Regions from separate parts of the Drosophila melanogaster genome. Here all the other regions are linked to region 3. Evidence: chromatin contacts called from public Hi-C data. All regions are on one chromosome and are shown on one strand. The core of a region is the stretch at or near the end of the contact, and the rest is flanking DNA. Distances in the headings are between cores, read along the strand shown.

Region 1 (3,497 bases), core at 984-3,483, 85 kb before region 3:
TCTAGAATTCTTCGGAGTTGCTAATTCTTTTCGCACTTAAAATATAACTGTGTTTCGGACACCGACGCTTAAATACTGCCAGTTTATAGAATATCCGCATTATTATATTTCGCATTATTTTGACAAGGCTTAACATTTTTCTTACATATCCTGCATATCTACATTCATAATCCGTTTTGCAAGCATACTTTTCGAATATGGTTCAAACTGGCCAATTGGGGTCTAAACATAATCCTAAAATTGATTTAAAATACACATTTAAAATGAAACGAGTTGCACCTAAATTTTTAGAAAATCGTTGTCATTAGCGCTCAAGAAACTTTTAATATCCCTTCTGGACACTTGCGCTGCATCGATGTATGTATCTGAAAGTTGCATGCTTAATATCAACTGTTTAACTAGAATTGTTCCTGAGATCTCAACGTTCATACGGACGGACATGGCAAGATCGACTCAGCGAATTCAGAACCATCAACAAGAATTTAAATTTAACTTCTGTCTGTTACACTCTCTTCAACAAATTTGAATGTTTGTATTTAAGCCAGGTGGTTTTTATAGCAATTTTGCAGTTTTCTGATTGCGAAAGATATTCTGTTCCGGCAAAATGCATTGAATTTAGTACTTTCTGGTAAATGTAAATGTACTCCATGTTGTTGCACGTTATATATGGACTCACAAGGACTCACTTTTGTGTTGTGGGGATTACTTAATTTGTTGTAAATTGTAGAAGTCCATGATTTTGAAGTGGACAGCAGACAGATGCAATGGTTGCCGTTATCTTATTGTAATTTGCTCGTAGAAAACCATTAATTAAAGTAGTGTTCGTAACGTATAACGTATTTGAATGTTAAAGCTGATAAGGTGCGCTTTCAAATAACATGACGGCGGTATTGGTATTTCAGGTTTACGCCGTGAAACATAGTTGGCATGTCACAAACATAATCTTATACACGATATTATTATTATTATTGAATAAGGTTTGCCATAAGTTGGCACATTGACTTTTAGTTCGCTGCTTTGCATGATACCTTGTCTTAGGGCGTTGGTATCTGGGTATCATATTATATTCTGGGTAGATATTCTCTGTAGACTGCTGTGAGGTTTCTTCGACAGTTTCCGCACTTTTTTTATTTTAGCTTAGTGTGTGCAGAAGTGTAGAAATACGTAGTGGTTCAACTCTCCTGACAATTTAAAAATTTAAATACTTTCGAAAATCTTTTTCTTTATTGACTTTCTTTAAATATATTTTTTACTCCAATGGCATCGCTTGCACACACTTAAAACAGGTATAATTTAGAAAATATATCCCATAAGTTTTATTAGAGAATGCAACTTTTTTCCAGATCTTTATATAAATAGTATCAATAAAACAAGTTTGTCCACCCTCTAAAAATAGTTTTAATCGTTTGTCTACCCTTTAAAAATTGTTTTTATCGTTGGCACAGCCATTAAAATAAATGTTTATTGTTTGTCCGCTCTTAAAAGTAAATAATTTCGTTTGCTCACCTATTAAAACTATATTGGTACATATGTATGTACTTTTTGAAATAGGACGTGAGAAAAAAAAAACTAAAAAACATAAGCAAGCCGGTGGAAAAACAATTCCAGCTTTTAAATTAAAAAAAATATTTATTTATTCTTTTTGGCTTAAAAACCATTTTACTTTAAAACTCCATTGGTTTGCCTACCCTTTAAAAGCTTTATGGACAACGATGCAAACGTTGATGTTTTTAAGCTTTCCAAGTGTTGTCTTTATTTTCATTAATGGTCCGTTTTGGTTTCCTATGGATTCTTTCCCGAACTACCTTTATTAAATGGAAAATTAAATTATCATTAATCATTAGAGCTACTATAACGGCTTTCACAAAAAAAAGTAAGCAATCGAATCGTTTAGTGATCAGTAGATATGCAACGATTACATATACATATGCATATACATATATGAATGTCAGATTATTACGATTATCAAGCAAGATATTAAAAGTATTGGTAACGCCTTTTTTTTAATATTTCGTTTAAATTTTCAGTAGAGAGACAATCACTTTTAATGAATATTATTCTCGTTCTATATTAATTAAAGGCCAAGTGTCAATAATTCGTATAAAACATAAAACAAGAACATCAGTTTATGCTGTTAGCTCATTTTGTACCAATTTCATTATTCCGAATTTGTGGTATTTCGTCGATGCTATTTTAACTTATTTTTTTTAAAGAAAATTTGTTTTCATGGATTTTAATGACGTTATAAAAGTTATCGATACCAGTTGTTTTAACAGAATTGCTGAGTATAAGTGAATTTAAAAAATAAAAAATAAAGAAAAAAGACTGAAAATGATACTCTGGTCTTTACCAAGTATCAATAGAAAATCTACAAGGGATTTTGTGGTCGTAAAAGAACCACTTTAAAATTAAAACGAGACTTCCATAGTAGTAGTCGGCTGTAAAGGTATCAATAAAAGTGGTCCTAAATGACAAAATGTACAAATAAAATAATAAAATCCGTTCAAATATCTTGTGTTCCAAAGCCATAACATCTTGAATTGATAACAGTAATCATCCGTGAAATGTAATGTTTAAATCGAAGCTAGCGTCCCTTAACAAGAATACATACACACTGTCATTTTGTGTAAATATGTATAACATGTATGGTCGTATGTATGTATATAGCAGCGTCGGAAAATGCAGGCTCATATGTGTATACGCTTCCTTGTATATATGGATATGCACATATGCCAGTGAATACCGAACAGGAACAGATCCTTCCAAATTATTTATACATTAATCACATTCATGCTTATACAAAGTGCATTAAAGCTAATCAATTTATTTTTTAGTCTTGGATTTTAAACTGGACCCACAAACACAAATAATGCTATTGACATTGGTAAATCCGCATCAGAGTGCGTACAACCCAAATCAAAAATAAAACTGTTCGAAAACGATCCCAACAAAATGAAAATGGTTGGGTGCCACCCAAATGACAAAAAGGTGAAATATGATGGTATTAAAAGTAAAACTTCTTCCGTAACCATTCTAACTTCCGTACTAAATGATGCTATAAGCGCCCTCAAGTCTGCGTTTTACAAAAATCAAGCTCCAATTAGCGAGCAAAACAGATCTCAAATTGTTTCGAGAATGTCATTATTAAGGACAATACTGCTTATTATAATTTCAATTCACTTTAAATTGGCACATGCAGATCAGGGTACGTACTGCTTAACAATATTAAGACTTAACAGTAAATGATATCTTTTTAATGCTCACGAATATCTGCAGTTGTTCTATTGGATACAACTCGAGAAGCTACATTAGAGTGGACCAGGTATCCATATGGACCTCAAGCCCAAACACCAGGGGTACGCATTATATGTTATTGTTGCTCTTATTTTCAATTTTTATTTAAAAAACAAACGTTTGTTTGTAGTTAAACTTACGTCGACAATAATAAGATAGTAGTAATAAGATATTTATATTCAATTTATTCTATGTCAATTCGA
Region 2 (3,661 bases), core at 1,020-3,519, 120 kb before region 3:
AATCTCGGCAAAGAGAGCTGCGCAAAAAATAACAATTTCACATAATTATTACAAATTTACAATTTTAGTGAATGGTGAAGAAGTGGTGACAAAAAGTTATTTTTTTCGATCAATTTATATTTGGCTGGCTAAAATTCTTCAAGCGGTCCGACGATCATTAATTCGATAAGACCGTAAATTCATACCGTCCTACCAATGAGCGCTGCAAGTCAGTTTTCCCAGAAAAGAATATAATTTATAGTCTCTTCTAATTATCTTTTATATTACCCTGATATCTTGGCTCATTTTTCAAGCTTCGAAATATGTATGTTACATGGTTTGAGCAAGGACACTAGAATTATTCTAGTGTCTTTGGTTTGAGAGACAAGAACTACACGAACCATTGGTTTTAATATATTTTTGTACAAGAAAAACAATTTTCAGTGCCAAAAATAGTGGGTACTTTTTCATCTCACTTTAAATTTTAGATTAAAATAATTTTAATAATCAAACCCAAATTTAAAATATTTTTTTTTTGGTAATCAAAAATTAAATAGAACTTTTAAAAAGATTTTGTTGCGTAAGATTTATGGCGATGGTGACAATGCTAAATTATAATATATATATACATATATTAAAAAAGCGAAACTATTGAAATCTTCTTAATGACTACAAAGTCAAGAGCAAGAGAAAATTACTTTGTATTCTTACTTCGAATGTACTTAGCACGGAGAGGCACATCAATATTAAGGAGTTTTTCTACAGCCAGAGAGTAGCATTGCTCGTTGCACATCATCGAGACGTAGTCCAGCCGGTCAAAATACGGCAATGCCTGGGTGTATGTCTTGTACTCTATGAGCTTTTCGGTCCCACGGTGCAGCAGCCCAATATGCGGATCGGCACGCATAACGGTCTGCAATAACAGAGGTTTTAATTTACACAAGACCTGTGGTCGATTAACAGCTTAAACCTCTCCATCCAGCTCCAGCACAAGACGAAGGACTCCGTGGGCGGCGGGATGTTGTGGGCCGAAGTTCAAGGTCAGATTACGCACCGACTTTTCGACAGGCGTTACTTTGCCTAGTAGAGGAGGTAAGTCAAGCGATTAGTTCAAGGGTCAGTTTAATATTGGGTTACCAACTAACTGTTCCATGGTGGCACTGTCCAAAGTGATGTGACCTCGTCTGGATACATCACCGGGCCGCTAAACTGCTTCATGAACTCAGGGTCTGGATACCACTTGGCTGCTCCCCGTCGCGTCTCCTGAGAACTAAACAACGAGTTTCCAATTGGACAAATATAAATGATATATTCGAATTATGTAAGCATTTACTATTTACGTTAACGCGGCCGATCCAGCTGCAACAAGTTGTGGCCGCAGCCTCAAGTGTGAAAGTCCAGGAATCAACGTTCTTCTCATTATATTGGCCATCCTGATAGTCAAATTCCTCTATTTATGTTTCTTTAGTAACAATTCAGGAATCTAATACAACCAAATAGTTATCCGCAATCGGAATTCTATCCAAAAAATATCGAAAATTACTTTAAACACCGAATCTCGTACAGCTTATATACTATTTACACCAATAATATATCGCAGGTTGTTGCTTCATGAAAATGAAGTGCAAAACACATAAATTCCCTTATATATATTACACACTTTGTCATCCTGCTCGTTTACCCAAGTTTTTATTTATCTTTATATAATGTTATAAACAATAATTGCAATTAATTTTTCGAAGACCTGAATTTTACATCATCCCAATGAAGCGAATTTTGCGTTAATGGAGCACTATAAAAATATAATTACTAGAGATAATAATGATAGCTTCTGCAAGGCTAAACTTATATATCTTAGCAGTATCTCAGCAGAGCGAATGTGGACATTTAATGACTAAAAACAACGAAACTATTTAAATTCTTTAATTAACAATTGATTTCTGGACTTTTCGTCCGATGACTAAACTTAAGAAAACAAAATTATGAAAACTCTTTTAACTTGAACAAAAATTTTATGCAGTCAAGAACCGGTGCTAAGAGATAGTAACGTAAAAACGGATGATCGGACAGACGGTAGTGCTGACTCGGCTCTTGATACTGACCATATATATATTTACTTCAAATTCTTAACTCTTTCACTGGGTTTCAAACTTCTTACACCAATCAAAATAGGTTCGACACGGGTAATAGATAAATTTTAATAATTATAAAATTATTCTTAAAACATAAAATAGTGCTTAAGCCTAGCTAAAAAATTTACTAGGAACTTACATAATGGTTCTGCTACAACAAATGTCAAATAAAATCTTTATAAGACAGTTTCCTATCAATATGGTATGGTTTTTACTGTGAATATTACTTATAGTAGAAATTCGCATATGTTAAATTCAAAAAAAAAAAAAAAAACCAAACCATTTGACTTATATTATAAGATTATACGGGCCTTTGGAAAAAAATCGCTATCGATTGATTTGTAAAATTATCGATGCCCTTAAGTTTCTTTATACATCGAAAGTTAAAGTAAACATCGTTTTTTGTTCCAGCTCTAAACAAGTTTTTTTTATAGCTCTAGCTCTACAGTATTTATATAAATAATTCTTGTATGTAGTCCAAGTGTAGAAAAAACTAATTTAAATGAGCTGTTTTCGAGTATTTCTCTTCAGACAAAAACCTGTTTGGAACAATTTTTAATCATGTGAAAATGTAATTTTGAAAAAGATGTACCAAAAAAGGAAGACGGTGTTATGGGCATATATGTATATTTTGTGTTTTTATATGTCAACTATGTTATACCAACATATTTGTACCGGATTGTTAATCGTATCGAATAAGAATGTTTCCCCGAGAGTAAGATGTTTGTGTATATATAGAGTTTCTTCTGTCTCCTCGGAGAGTGTGTCGTCACTGTGTATGTATACAGAAATGTCTTTTGGTGTATACATACATATGTAATTGTATAATGCTGTTGGGATGTTTTATCACTTAAACATACAATTTTTAAGAAATATATTGATTGTTCCGTTATAAATTGAATGTCAAGAACTGCAGATCCGCTATATATTGTTGATCTTATGCCATGTTGATTGTTTATGACTATGAATGTTAAAAAATATATTAATATTTCGCCAAGCCATTACCAACCCTGTTTGTATAGAAAATGTACCATACATGTATTAAAATGTAGTATCCCACTTAAATTGATAATTGGTTTGCCGGCCTGTTAAATAAGTATTTTTGATCAATCAGGGTCGAATCAAATCAATTAGGCGGTTTCCAAAGTTAAAGCGAAGTACTTTTAAAAATCTCGTAATCTGTCAGGTGGCGGTAGTCAACATATAAATATTGTTGATCAGCATTAACAGCTGCTTATTTCGCCGACTGCCGCCGAACGCGGCGCAAACAGGATCCCTCAGTCTTAGGCTGTTTGTTTTAAAGATCAACTTGTATAAACTTTACATAAAAATATAAATACGCATAATATGCTACTGTTACATTAAAATGTTAACGCGTAATGATCTCAAAGCTTAGAATGAGTAGATATAATATGTAGTTAGATTTTGCAATGGGTAAACTAATTTCAGTCAGGATTGTCAACGAAGTAAAGGAGGAAATGTCAATAGAAGAACACATATTCTTGATCAGTTTACACAGCCATGTCGATATATTTTTTGTCTTTCTTTCC
Region 3 (3,419 bases), core at 814-3,313:
CCATTTTTTTCTGATAGTACTTTTGCACTATTGTTTGTTTCGTTACTCAACATAACCATTTCCGGACTATCGTTGTTGGAAGAATTACTGAAGCTTTTATTTTCTGGCTGAGCATAAGCATTGACTGCAGTCGATAAAATTAAGAGTACGGTGACCGTGACATATCGAGTTACACGGAAATTACCTCTCTTATGTCCAAGAATATTCATTCGCCCGATATTTATTTTTTTTGAGTCAAGATTAAATCTGTAAGAACCTGGAAACTGGATTTCGTTGGAGTTCACTTCTATGTGAACTGTTGTATCTGATGTGTTCTGTCGAGTTTTTTTCTTTAGGGTTCTATGATGCTGATCATGGGTTTTATATTTTCTCCAACCGCAGCATGAGTTGGCCAGCATGATTTTTGATCAAACCGTTGATGAATGCTGAAAAGGACTTGTATTTATAAATATACTTGATATATTTTAAAATAAGAAAAAATAAAAATAATAATTATTATTTATTTTTGGAGACAGCGGCTGGTGATCTTGTCATCCAATCAACTTGGCTCTTGTTGGCCTTATTTTACAATTTTTTTAAAAATCAAATCGCGAAATACAAGCTGTTAGATAATCCCCTGCTGTATTCGATTAAGTCGGATTCCCAAGGTAATACCTTAAACAGCTGTGCAGAGAAAAAAGAAGAGCGCACCCCTTTAAACCCTATTAAAGCATTAGCACGGAAGTCAATGATTCCCCTTCGCGAGTCAATACAAAAAAAAAAAAAAAAAAAAATTGAATAGCTTACGCCACTGACGATCTCTAACTTCAAAAATATTAAAATTATTGGCAAAATTTGGACAATATAATATTTCGGTTTTAAATTGATAGACTTTTGACGATCATATCATATAGCTAACTGTTGAAAAAAATTATAGACTCGTTGTTTTCAAATAAAAAGAGTTCTTCTTCAGTATGCACATTTTTTTGAAAATATATAATTTAGGTTTTTAATCGATCAAAATCAGACGACCATACACTTATATACCTGCCATAGGGAAAAATGGCTCTATGGCTATAAAGCTTAGGAAAAAACACTGACAATTGTAAAACCATTTTTCGTCACAAATCGGCACGGTGAGGCTGCGATCGTCACTTGATTTGTGTGCTCGTGAATATTCTAAAACTCGGAATAACGGAATAATAACCTTCAAAAACTTGTTTCAGGCTACGAAAAAACTTACTTTGAATATAGTAGAAGTATAAAATCCTGCAGCACCGGATATAATGATTTTTAAAAATTAAAAATCATATCTGCATTGTTTGATCCGCCTTGGAAGCGCGATGCGCCAGCAGAAAATGACCACCCTAATGTGCACACAGTCGTAAAAGTTAGTTCAAGCTACATATGTACATGCACATATGCAAAGCCCGTTCATAAACGTTTCACATGAGTCCTCTTTATGACCACTATTGTATTCAATTAAAACCATTTATAAACATAATAAATTATTGTGCTCTTGAACTTCAGTTCATCGCTGAAAGTGCATTATTCCCCTTTTACAAGCAGAACAACGTAAATGAGATATATCATATGTATGTACATACGTAAATTATACATACATACAGAATAAATAGCATGCATATAAGCACATATGTACATTTTTAAAGCTGTGTATGTACAAAGTTATGTACATTTAGCGATAACAAACTTTTTAAACACCTACCAATTGTACATAAGTAGATATATACTTATCTATCGGTATTTATTTTATTTTTATACACTTGTACAACCAAAATCTATTTTGAAACTAGGCAATTGTGTGTTTTAATATATGTATAGTATATATTATTAAATGTTTTATATTGAAGTAACAGTGGGCCTACGGTTTCGAACATTATTCTTTTGCAATCCGCTTTTGTTAAATTTATTATTCATTGTCCAAAAACACATAGTTTGAAAAAATTGTGTATTCAATTGCGCACTAAATAATAATAATTTATTTCTCATAGAGAACCAATATTTGAAAACCCGCAGAGATTCTGTACTGCTGTGCGATTGAGCGACGAAGTAGAACTGAAAGCAGCTGATCAGATGCGATCGGATACATACGGCTCACCGGCAATTTCGTTTTAGTTGGCATAACAGGCCGCTTTTAAAAATGTATCTGCTGAAACGCATTGCAAGAGTAAACTTTAATTCATATTAACATTTTTATCGAGCAAAATAGCATTATATTAAAATGAAATATTTATTGAATATACTCCTACTTTTTTTTTTACAATTCTAGAAAACATTTTATTTATATTTCCACTGTCGCTAATAATCACTTTCTATTGTAAATCAATTTAATCCTTAAGCCGTTTTAACTCTTATAAGTTATGAGTGTAGACATTTTTACATTTCAAAGATTTCAAATAGACCCGAAGAAACTATATAAGATATATTTTTATTAGCAGGATTTGATTTGTCTCTATAATTTTGGTTCCCTAGTTGTTTTTTTTTATTACACAAAATTGAGTGCTATTATACAACAAAAATTACATGCGTATTAATTTGTACTACTGGAATGACTATATTGATACAAAGGAATTTTTAAAATTTAACCGAAGTTCCGCATTCTTGTCCTAACATTTCGTGTTTTAAATTAACGGCAAAAATGTCGTTACTCTGGAATTAATAAAAAGTACCCAACGCACTTACATAAGTATGCAAAAATAATTTTATGTGTATAAAAGAAACTTATATTAAATCAAGTACATATTCGTGCGGGTCCCCTTTGTTCCGCAGTCTTCTTATATAATTATTGCCCATTAATATGGTTGTGTAAGAAGGCAATCTGGGAACTCCATAAAAAGGGTAGGGACAATTACCGCGATGTCTAGTGTTTTCCAGATTAGCTGTCGATATATCGACGCCCGTACAGATGTTTAAGCCTTTCCACACATACATTTATGAGTTTCCTATCGATATGGAAGAAAACGATAGGTGTTCACACTGTACTAACTTATTTTTATTGCTTTGTATCAGCAATTCTGTTGTTTTACTTAAGAATAGCAATTCAAATGGAGAAGACTTCTTTTATGTATCAACAAAGTAACTGATAAGAGATTATTTATTGGATGGATTGTAAGCTACTTATTTTTTCCATTGTGGTTAACAATTTACGATTTTTTTTTGGTTATAATAAAGATTTAAATAAAATAATTTCAACAAGTGCGTCAATTTTCCTTCATCTACGCACATATAGATGGTAATCGTGCGATAAACCTAATATTACGAAAATGGCGATCACGCATTCAACCGATAAATACAGAACTAAAATACTTCCTGATCAAAAACAAGAATTTATAATTTTTTTTCTATTATTTCCACTACGTTGCAATTTTCTGACAGAAATCACTATACGCTCTGCAATGGTTTAACAATAGGAAACGCTT

What was found. A called contact is a pair of places that touch in the nucleus more often than the background predicts.
Region 1: a Hi-C map of the Kc167 cell line shows a contact between it and region 3, with 5 times the contacts expected there. The contact joins the promoter of Eph here to the promoter of myo in region 3. A contact is called at or near these places in 45 of 107 Hi-C or Micro-C datasets (the Clone 8 cell line, the D17-c3 cell line, the Kc167 cell line and 18 more) and 1 of 6 datasets of contacts at active chromatin or transcription factors (the Kc167 cell line).
Region 2: a Hi-C map of the Kc167 cell line shows a contact between it and region 3, with 3 times the contacts expected there. The contact joins the promoter of ND-49 here to the promoter of myo in region 3. A contact is called at or near these places in 33 of 107 Hi-C or Micro-C datasets (the Clone 8 cell line, the D17-c3 cell line, the Kc167 cell line and 10 more).

Annotation. Positions count from the first base shown.
Region 1 is chr4:608,451-611,947 of dm6, forward strand. Eph (Eph receptor tyrosine kinase) reads left to right here and starts at 2,234. Exons shown (of 14, transcript NM_166776.4): 1 at 2,234-2,446; 2 at 2,835-3,205; 3 at 3,277-3,356. The coding sequence starts at 2,953.
Region 2 is chr4:569,285-572,945 of dm6, forward strand. It overlaps ND-49 (NADH dehydrogenase (ubiquinone) 49 kDa subunit), which reads right to left and starts at 2,270. Exons shown (of 7, transcript NM_001272135.1): 1 at 2,251-2,270; 2 at 1,320-1,497; 3 at 1,125-1,249; 4 at 950-1,059; 5 at 691-892; 6 at 1-17. The coding sequence starts at 1,411. Ephrin (ephrin,) reads left to right here and starts at 2,471. Exons shown (of 5, transcript NM_166771.2): 1 at 2,471-2,887.
Region 3 is chr4:693,992-697,410 of dm6, forward strand. It overlaps myo (myoglianin), which reads right to left and starts at 2,064. Exons shown (of 5, transcript NM_166788.2): 1 at 1,706-2,064; 2 at 1,223-1,346; 3 at 1-425. The coding sequence starts at 398.